Linked DNA regions of Rattus norvegicus: region 1 is linked to region 2. Evidence: chromatin contacts called from public Hi-C data. All regions are on one chromosome and are shown on one strand. The core of a region is the stretch at or near the end of the contact, and the rest is flanking DNA. Distances in the headings are between cores, read along the strand shown. Region 1 holds the start of Fam72a (family with sequence similarity 72, member A). Region 2 overlaps Srgap2 (SLIT-ROBO Rho GTPase activating protein 2).

Region 1 (4,599 bases), core at 649-3,148, 180 kb before region 2:
AAGGACGCTTTTAGTTGTGATTTGGCACAAATTTCATAAATTCAGAGCTGAACTAGACTCTAAAATATAACCATAGTTCATTTTTGTAAGAGTTGGGTAATATTTGTGCTGACTATAAACATTTGGCAGATTTACTCCTCTTGCAGAGGACAGCAGTTCACTTCCCAACACCCATATCATGAAACCTACAACTGCCTACCCAGAGGACACCTCTAGCCTCAAGGCACCTGTGTATCTACCCCTCCTCGAACAAACACACACATACACATAGTGACAAAATAAATCTTAAAAACCAATGCGTTCACTGATCCACACCCATTTAGCACATGAATCCATTGTGATTATAACACCAACAGAGAAAAATTCTATGCTATGATTCTATGCTATGCACCAATAATAATAACCCAACTTGAGACTTCCTTTAATGACCACAGCTGTTGTAGAGATAGAGAATTTCAAATTTTTGTGTGAGCATAGCTAACTAAAACAATACACTGGATCATAGAACCTTTGGGACATTTGGTTCTACGATTTTATCATCTAGGGCTTTCTTTTTCACCATACAAGTACACATACACAAATAAAATCGCACCTCATTTATCTCTGTAATAAATGATGACTGCCCTTAGACAATTCACAGAAGATTTCAAGGGGGCAAACGAAGAGGTTATATATAGCTTTACTTCCCTAGATTTTAAAATGTTCAAATTTACTCTCTTTTCAATCATGAATTTCACTTTAAATGAATCATTACACACTTTTCAAGTGACGGTTAGACTTGCTTCAGAAAGGAAGCAAGGAGCCTTAGAGTCAACATAAGGGATGCGCAAACACACGACTCTAAGTGCCTGGAAGCATGACCTCAGTACGGACCACGTTGGGCAAACCACAGACTTGGTCCAGACAGTCTGCCCACTTAGATAAACTCCAAGGGAATCATCAGACTGATGGCAGTGGCTGGAACACCAAATGATAACCTTGACTCTCAGGGACCCATGCCATCCACTGTCCAGTAAAGGGCCAACCCGTAAGACTTACTTGGTAGGAGGAATGTCTGTAGAGTAAAGGTCTATGTCAGTGTCAGCCAACAGAACAGCCTTCATTCCCCTAGAGCTGAGAACTTGTTTACAGAATTTGCAACACAGGATGGACACGCATCGGTCCTTGAAAGTACAGTTGTTGGTAGACATAGCGTCCCGCGCAGGTAAGAGATGCAGAATTTTGAAAGGGGAAACCTTGATTTCCTCAGGCTAACAATCGAGTTTAAGGAAGGTCTTGAGTTCTCTAAGCTCTAAAACTAGGAAGAGAGTCCTGTTTTCCTGGTGGAAAGGTAAGATTAGTATTTATTGAGTAGGAGGAGCAAATGTTACTTCTTTTTGACCTGGGGAGGGAAGGGAAATGGGAGTTCGAGGTAGGGAGAGACAAGTGGAGTTGAAGGAAGACTTCGCCACAGGCTTTATTTTCTCTGGTCTTCAAGAATCTTTTGCTCTTCAGCTCTGACCCCAGCCCGGGAATTCGGCGATTCCCAGAGGGCTCTTCCCTTTAAAGCCTCGCCTCTCTGACCACTCCCAGCGCGAGCTCCGCCCGCAGAGCGCTCCAATTCCCTGCTCTGCTCCACGCGGCTTCTTCGTGGGATTCAACGCCCCTCAGTCCTTTCCGCGCCGGCTCTGGACCTGTCCCGCTCTCTCCTCTCCGAGCTCGGCCGCGGGCTCCCTCCCTCGCACCACGGCTCTCGGAGTCCTCTCTACCCAGCTCTCGCACTCGCTGCCCGTTACCCTTAAGGTCTCTCCCACAGCGGTGGCTCCAAAGTGAGCAGCGGTGTTGCGAGGTGGAGGGGAGAGGCCTTGGAATAGGCTCGGTCAGCACCGGAGTCAGTCACGGAACACGCCGGGTTTTGCTCTTTCTTCCGCTTTCTCTGCTTTTCTAACCCGCTGTCAGTTTGAATTGTCTGCGCCGAGCAGGGATTGGGAGGACTAGAATTCGACCAAGTCCCACATTGGAAGGCCAAGGGCCTTTTCCTGACGTGAGCTCAGAGGCCGCGCCCCAGTAACGGTGCCGATGTCAGATGGGCTCTCTGATTGGTTAAGATTAGCTCGGCCTCTAAGCTTATTGGCCAGCATCTGCTTGGATTAAACCCTTCTTCCCCCTGTGAACTTGGAAGACACACCCCGAGTTTCTTATTGGTAGATGTGCTTACTGTCCAGGCCAGTCTCTACTGCTTATTGGCTGAACTTCTCTCCTCCCTTTACCGTCCCGATTGGTCCTGTCTTCTCTTGCGAGTTTGTGTTTGGTTGTCGCTTCCATTTTATCCCGCCCATCAGTTCTACTTTAGGCTTTCACAGGCCGGGGAGTAGCTCACTCTGGGACTGAGCCTAGGCAGCTAGTGTTCGCCACACCTCTAAGTTTCGTCAGCCCCGCCTCTATTCCTGGCGTCTATGGATCAGTTATTATTATTGGCTGGAGGCCCCGTCAGTCGATAGAAGGCGGGCGGTGATTGGCAAAGGGGTGGGCTCTGCTTCCCGGCGGGGTCTTGCGGAGTTGGCGGAGTCTCCTTAGGGAACTGGGGGGCCGAACTGCGTAGAAGAGGGTGGCGGGGAGGAGAGCGCTAAGTGGGAAGCGGAACCTTGGGCCTGGGACCCGTCGCGGCAGAGCCAGGTAAAGGCTCCTTCTCTCCTTCTTCCCCCGTATGCCCGGCTGCTGCTCTGACTGAACAAACCGGGACTGGGCGGGTGGACGCGTTGCGGATGCTGCTGCCCTCGGCGCCGCCTTAGCGGTGCCGCCGCCCGCGGTCCTCACACCGCCCTCCTCGGCCCTCCAAATCCCCCAGTGCAGCCCATAATACTTCTCAGGACTGCTCATCTCTCCGCCCATCCCTGCACTGCCGAGGACTGTCCTCACGCGGCGACACCGCCCTCCCGCAGCCCCTTTGCACACGGCTGGTCGGGTCCACCTAAGGGGCCTCGCCGTAACGGTCCGCTGGCCTCGTCCCTGGTCTCCTAGCCTTGGCTGCCAGCCGAGGACCCGGAAAGATGGGGTGTTCCTCACGGCTTGCAGGGCGCTTTCTCTGTCCAGCTCTCCAGTCTGTCTCCCAGGGCTCTCCACCCACTCTGATATCCAAACCTCATGCGGGTCCCCAAAGTTGCCAACATCCTGCACTTCACGTTGCAGTCCACCGCGGTTTCTCTCACTGCCTCGCCCCCAAAGCCGTCCTCCCTGCGCCCTCTCTGGTCGTCCAAGCCTGGGCGGCTCGAGCTGGCCCGGGCTCTCTCCCGCCTCAGGACCCCACCTCACGCCCGCCTCCCGCTTCCTGTCCTCCCGCACCGCGCGGCCTCTGCTCGCTCTTCCTGCGCGCGGCCCTTCCTCCAGCCGCCCGGAGTAGGCGACACTGCCGGGAGCCGCCTGTGCGCCGGCGGGGACAGGGCGGCCTAGGAGGCAGGGGCCCGCGGTAGCACTGGAGCTCTTCCCTCAGCCTTCCTGCGGTCGCCTCTCGCGCCTCCTGGAGCGACTATCACTGATGCCTCTCACCCGACTGGGATTGGGTGCGGTATTTGTGATCCCTGGGCTTGGGGGACAAAAAATACTGGGGGTATCATTTAGAGTCACCCTCATACCTGGCTTGGGGGAGGCGACTGTTGCCTGCTGCCTCCCATCTCCGGGTTTTCCCGGTTTAGACCCTCGCCTCTAGCCCGTTTCCTGCTTCTGCCGACCACATTGTTTTCCTGGATGTCCCGTGCGGAGCGGGCCCTTCCTGCAGCGTTCCCCCCTCACCCCCCTTTTTGCTGCCAGGAGAAGCTAGTTACCAAAAACAAAACAACTGGGAGGAGGGGCGGCAGGAGAAGAAAAGTTGTGCCCGTCTGGTTTGTCCCCTCTGGTATTGATCTTGTAGATGTCTGGGAGGTGCCCCAGCCGGGGGTCAGGGGCCGTGTCTCAGGCTAGGCAGGAGGACCCCTCTTGGGCTAGCTGGGCTGGGAAAGCGCCGAGGTGCCGCAGTCCCCACCCGCATCTCTGCTTTCCCGCCGCAGTCTCCGCCCGGAGCACGCGCTGCCGGCTGCTCCGAAGTGTTCTCTTTCTGCCTTGAAGCAAAATCTGGAGGGAGCCTTTTTCCTCCCTACAACGCCACGCCGGGTCTTCTGATAGAGCGGGCGTTGGTAGGCCAAGATGAATGGGCCAAAGCTGGACTTGGAGTGTCATCCCCGACCCCACCCCTGTTGCGATTAGGATCTGCCCTAGGACTGATCGCCCCCTCCCCCCTTTTCTTGCATTTACAGCCCTGTGAACCGGAGCAAAGGACTTCCGATCCACTCTGCGCTGCAGCGGCACCCTTTTGGGATTTGATTTGCAGCATCTTTGAGCTGGTACCACACCAAAAAACAAAAACAAAACAAAACAAAAAACCGCGAAGAACGCCTAGCCCTCCCCTGGCACCCCAAGACAAACCCACTCCCTCCAAGGGACACAGCTGGGCGCGTCCACACCCCCGCATCCCCTACACCATGTTGTGCGGAAGGACTTCCACTCCCCGCCTGTGTCGTTGATGTCAGACCCCAGGCCAGCCTCCGGGCTCTGCAGTTCTCCTGGTTAATGCTGCGGCTGTGGTTA
Region 2 (4,463 bases), core at 978-3,477:
TTTCAGACCATACTAACCTACCTATTCTTCTTGCCTTGCCTTTGTCCTGCCCTGGCCAATTCCCCCAAATGATTTTCTTTTTCTTTCTCTCTAGCATCTTTGATTTTATGATTTTTTTTTAAAGATGTTTGCTTTAATGTGAGAGGGAAAAAAAGCCTTCTAGTAACTTCTGATCTTTTCCTACCTAAACAGTTCAGGTCTAGGCATGAGAGCCAGATTTGCTTACAAAAAGTCTGTACTCTCGAGCTACCAGATTGCTGTACGGTGAGTTGAAGGAAAGACAGCTCATAAAAATTATTGGAAGAAACTTATTATGATTTCTTTTTCTCAAAACAATTTGAATACAGCCTGGAAGACAGGCAAAAAGGCTTTGGAGCTGTGCGTGTGTGCGCGTGTTTGTACACATGTATGCACCAAATAATGCTACTCTAGAAGGACGGAGGCTGACCACTGGGGCTCTAAATTGCCATAATTTAAAGATGACAAGTTCCAGAGATAGAGAAAAACAATAGCTATAAATCACCCTGTGTGCAAATCATCATGTCCCTGCCTTCTGTAAGTATCTGTCACCGTAATGCAAGAGCCTCTTGTTCTTGCCACAGAGGGATAATTGATGTGTATGAATATTCCAGAATGGAAATGGGACAGATGTTGAAAATAATGGCTCAGAATAATATTTTTGCAAATGAAAGCTGAGCCTTTGGTAACAGGGCTATTGAAGATTGGGGGATGGTACTGCTGAAAGTGAGCTGGACTGTCTTAACAATTAGCAACACAAAATGAAAGAAAAACCTGGCCTTCCCCAACCCTCAGAGTTGCCTTTCCTGATCTTGAGTAAGGAGTATAGGAGTCAATCTTGTCTTTCCTGACTCAGTGCTCACCAGAGTTTGCAATTGATTTAGCTAAGACAGGTCAAGCTTCATCAACTGTTGGCCCAAAGAAGGCACCATATTACATCATGGTTTATGCATGCATATGTGCATATTTCTTATTAAAAATTTTTCCTTACCAACTTTAAGGTTTTCCATTTTATTTTTCAAAACTGTCTATGGCCTATGAAAATCTTACCACCTGTCATGAGATTGCAAGCCTTCATTTGCTACCCATGTGGGTATTGTTATCCCTGCCTTACTATGCTAGTTAACAGGAGAATTTAGTATGCTTCTAAAACTAGAACCTACATGTCTTCTCCTTCTTCCTTCCACAGTCCCTTTTCTCCTCTCCAAAGTCAAGTGTGGTGTGTGTGTGTGTGTGTGTGTGTGTGTGTGTGTGTGTGTGTGTGTGTTCGTTCATATAGTGACACACAAGCCATGTCCTATGTCCCAAAACCTACCTCTAACCACCATACGAGCATGCTCAGCACGTACGTAAGAAGCTGAACTGTGTGTATGGGAAGGCTTACTGTAAATTTTGTTCTCTAAAGTGTGACTCAACTTGTTCTTCCACACATCAATGCCTGTTTTCTCATTTAGGAAGTAGAACTGACGAGGTTCAGAGGACCTAGAGCAGTAAAGTTGCTGCCCCAAAATGAGGTTCAGGGCAATCCTTTTCTGCCTCTGGCTCCCTAGGGAGATAGGAAGGACATGGTAATTCCTAGAGCGTGCAGCTCTCCCCACCTCTACTTCAACAAATGCATTTTTCCCTTCTCTTTCCACAGGTCAGCGGACAGACTGTAGTCTTGCCAGGTGAGTGACCCTGGGAAGGGTAAGGAGAGGCCTGTGGGAGAGAGCTGTGATGTCATTGTAAAAGTTATGGATGGCTTTGCAAAGGAGTGGCCCAAGGCAGGAGCTGCTTCCTTCTCCTTGCCTCACTACCTCCATCCCCTTTCAAGTGGCTGTGGAGTTGCTCCGGTTTAGGGTAGTCTGAGCAAAATAATGTCATGGGAGATGTCACTTGATTAAGAATCTTCAAGAAACTCCCCAGAGCCACAATACTGCAAAGAAAATAAACACCAGACTCTGGATCTTGATAACCTCCTAGCTAGAAGACTTCAGTGTGTGACCTTGGGGAAGTCTCTGATACAGGGAAGACTAGGTAATCTGAGCGTTTGATCTGTGGTTGTTTTTAAGTGCATGCAAAAGACGATAGGCACTAATTAGTGACTGTGTGGAGAATGAAACATGACATTGCACTGGCTTGCCAAATAGCACTGAGGGCTGTCCTCGCTGGTGTACAAGTATGCAGTCCTCCCAGGCTTTCTCCACCCCCCTCCCACTCCACCTCAGCCAAATATTTTCCCTCACAGTCATAATGGGGCTATGAACTGGCAGAGAACATGACATTCATTCAGCTAGCACCCTGAGATGCCCGAAACATGCTGGTTTAAAAGGAGAACGCGCCTTAATGAAGCACATGGCCTTATATCAACCTGGCAACTCATAGTCGTGAGGCCACTTACAGTTAAGGCTCACCAGTGACGAGTTATCTGATTTCCATCATTTCGTCATAGTGGAGTAGAGCTGAGGTCCCGTGAGTACGCCATTCCTGAGGACTGCTCTGGCGGGGTAGGGTTAGCTCTGTCAGAGGCACCGCATCACTGGAAAGACTAAAAGGAGCTGCACTGATTTCCCACGCTGGTTATCCCTTTCTCCACGTGTGCCCTTGGACTATTCATTTCTCCTCTCAGAATATCAGTCCCCTCTTCTCGAAGACAAGAGCATTTTGTTAGCTCAGAAAAGCAGTACAGTTTCAACAAGGTGCTTTAAGGGCAGGCTGGCAGCAGTCAGAACAAGGCCCAGCCCACCTTCCCAGAGCAGGGCGGTGCTGCCTCCTCATTGAGTAGTGTGGTCTGTGTCTGATACCCTGGATACAAAGGCCCCCACAGCTAAGCACAGCTTGAAACAATGACAGGGCCCTGAGGTCCCACCCTCTAGATAAAAAACAAAAATTAATTAATAAACTTAAGTGCTCCTTTCCCCACCCCCAGACTCAAGAGAAGATATACACTCTTTGGTGTTTAGTTTTTGTTTCCTTTCATACAGAAAGACCTTTAAGTTGTCTAACATGACTCTGCTTTACTACAGAGTAAACTGCTTGCTGCCTATTTACCTGTAGAACAGTGATAGACATTAACCCTCTATGCTTCTATGAAAGACTAAAGTTTATTAGGCTTTTGTTGGGAATTAACTTGGCAAGTCTCTTAGCTTCCTCTGGGACTGATCTCAGGATCGCGATGGGTCATTGCCTGCTGCTACAATTGTTTTACATGGTTTAAAGCTTTAGTTCTGGACTGAGGAGTGGTCATCTCATTCTGTCCCCTTTTTCTCTTTTTCCTTCCTGTTGCTGGACTGGTCCTTTCTGATTTGGTGGGACAACCACAGGCGAAGCTCAACCGTGAGGAAACAGGTAAGAGCCCAACAGAGCCAGACTGCCCAGCCTGGCTCATGAAGATCAAGTATGTCCCTCGGCTGTGATGAATTTCATGATGTGCCTCTGACGTCATGCTTACGCTTGGCTGTACCTTTAGTCACCGCATGGTTAAGACGGTAGCAGCCACTGGTTCCAAGCTGGCTGGAATTATCATAGGCTTCCTGATCCATTCTTCTCCTTATGGGATCTTCCATTTAACTTTCTGGTAGGTTAGGTTTGACTTAAACTTGGACAAATTGTTCCGTAACAGCCCGTGATGTCCTTCCCTAGGAGAACATGAAGAGGCCTCACACGTCCTTACATATACACCAGTCGCTCAAATAGCTGATCCTCAATCCAAACGTCTCACTTAAGTTAGAGGTTTTGCTTGCCTCTGTTCACGTTGTCCTCTTAGATGTAACCTGACGACCCTGGTGTAGGCAGGAACCTGTTCTGGGAGTGATAGGAAGAAATGCTCATCTTGGCAGGTTTGCGCTGACTGTCACCACTGTATTAAAACTCACTGCTGCGCAGCCAGCTGTCACCCATGTTAGGGGACTCTTAGCAGGGGCCTCGAGTGATCCACAACAGGGGAAATCGCAGCACAATTCCTACTTACTTTAAAAGGAAAAAAATTTAAATGAAGTGTATTTTTGCAGTAGCAAAATTCCATTCACTAATTATAGTCTATGGTAAGCAGTGAAGTGACTTCATGTTTCCCTCAGCTTCTCACACCAGCTTTGCAGGAGGGAAAGTTAGTGAGTACGGGGTGGAAGGCAGGGCTCAGAAATATCCTTCTGTCTACCAGGAAAAAGCTGATCCAGGCCTTTAAAAAAATCATTTGCAGGGCTGGAAAGATGGCTCAGCAGTTAAGAGCACTTGCTGCTCTTCTAGAGGACCCGAGTTCAGTCCCAGCACCCATGTCACGCCACTTACAGCTGCCTGTAACTCTAGCCCCAGGAGATCCAACGCCATCTTCTGGCCTCTTGGGTACCTGCACATACATGATATAAATACACAAATGACTATAATATAACGTTATATGTCAGTTGTGGTGCTGCACAGAGGCCCTAGCCTGGGGCAGTCTCAGGTGCAGGGGATACAGGCTTCCTCTA

Evidence for each region. Hi-C and Micro-C count contacts between places; a contact is called where the count stands out from the background.
Region 1: a contact with region 2 is called in a Hi-C map of Schwann cells, with 4 times the contacts expected there. The contact joins the promoter of Fam72a here to the enhancer-like site in region 2. A contact is called at or near these places in 2 of 12 Hi-C or Micro-C datasets (the Rat2 cell line and Schwann cells) and 1 of 1 datasets of contacts at active chromatin or transcription factors (oligodendrocytes).

The regions. Positions count from the first base shown.
Region 1 is chr13:45,517,239-45,521,837 of GRCr8, reverse strand. It overlaps Fam72a (family with sequence similarity 72, member A), which reads right to left and starts at 1,898. Exons shown (of 4, transcript NM_001081451.2): 1 at 1,039-1,898. The coding sequence starts at 1,190. Srgap2 (SLIT-ROBO Rho GTPase activating protein 2) reads left to right here and starts at 2,508. Exons shown (of 23, transcript NM_001401376.1): 1 at 2,508-2,655; 2 at 4,269-4,599.
Region 2 is chr13:45,334,540-45,339,002 of GRCr8, reverse strand. It overlaps Srgap2 (SLIT-ROBO Rho GTPase activating protein 2), which reads left to right. Exons shown (of 23, transcript NM_001401376.1): 12 at 1,658-1,685; 13 at 3,321-3,345. Among named protein-coding and RNA genes, the nearest start is that of Ikbke, 47 kb to the right of the region's middle. Within about 2 kb of position 2,227, at least 16 of the 93 cell types and tissues checked have an H3K27ac peak or open chromatin away from gene starts, as enhancers often do. A contact at or near this core is called in Schwann cells, where this site is marked.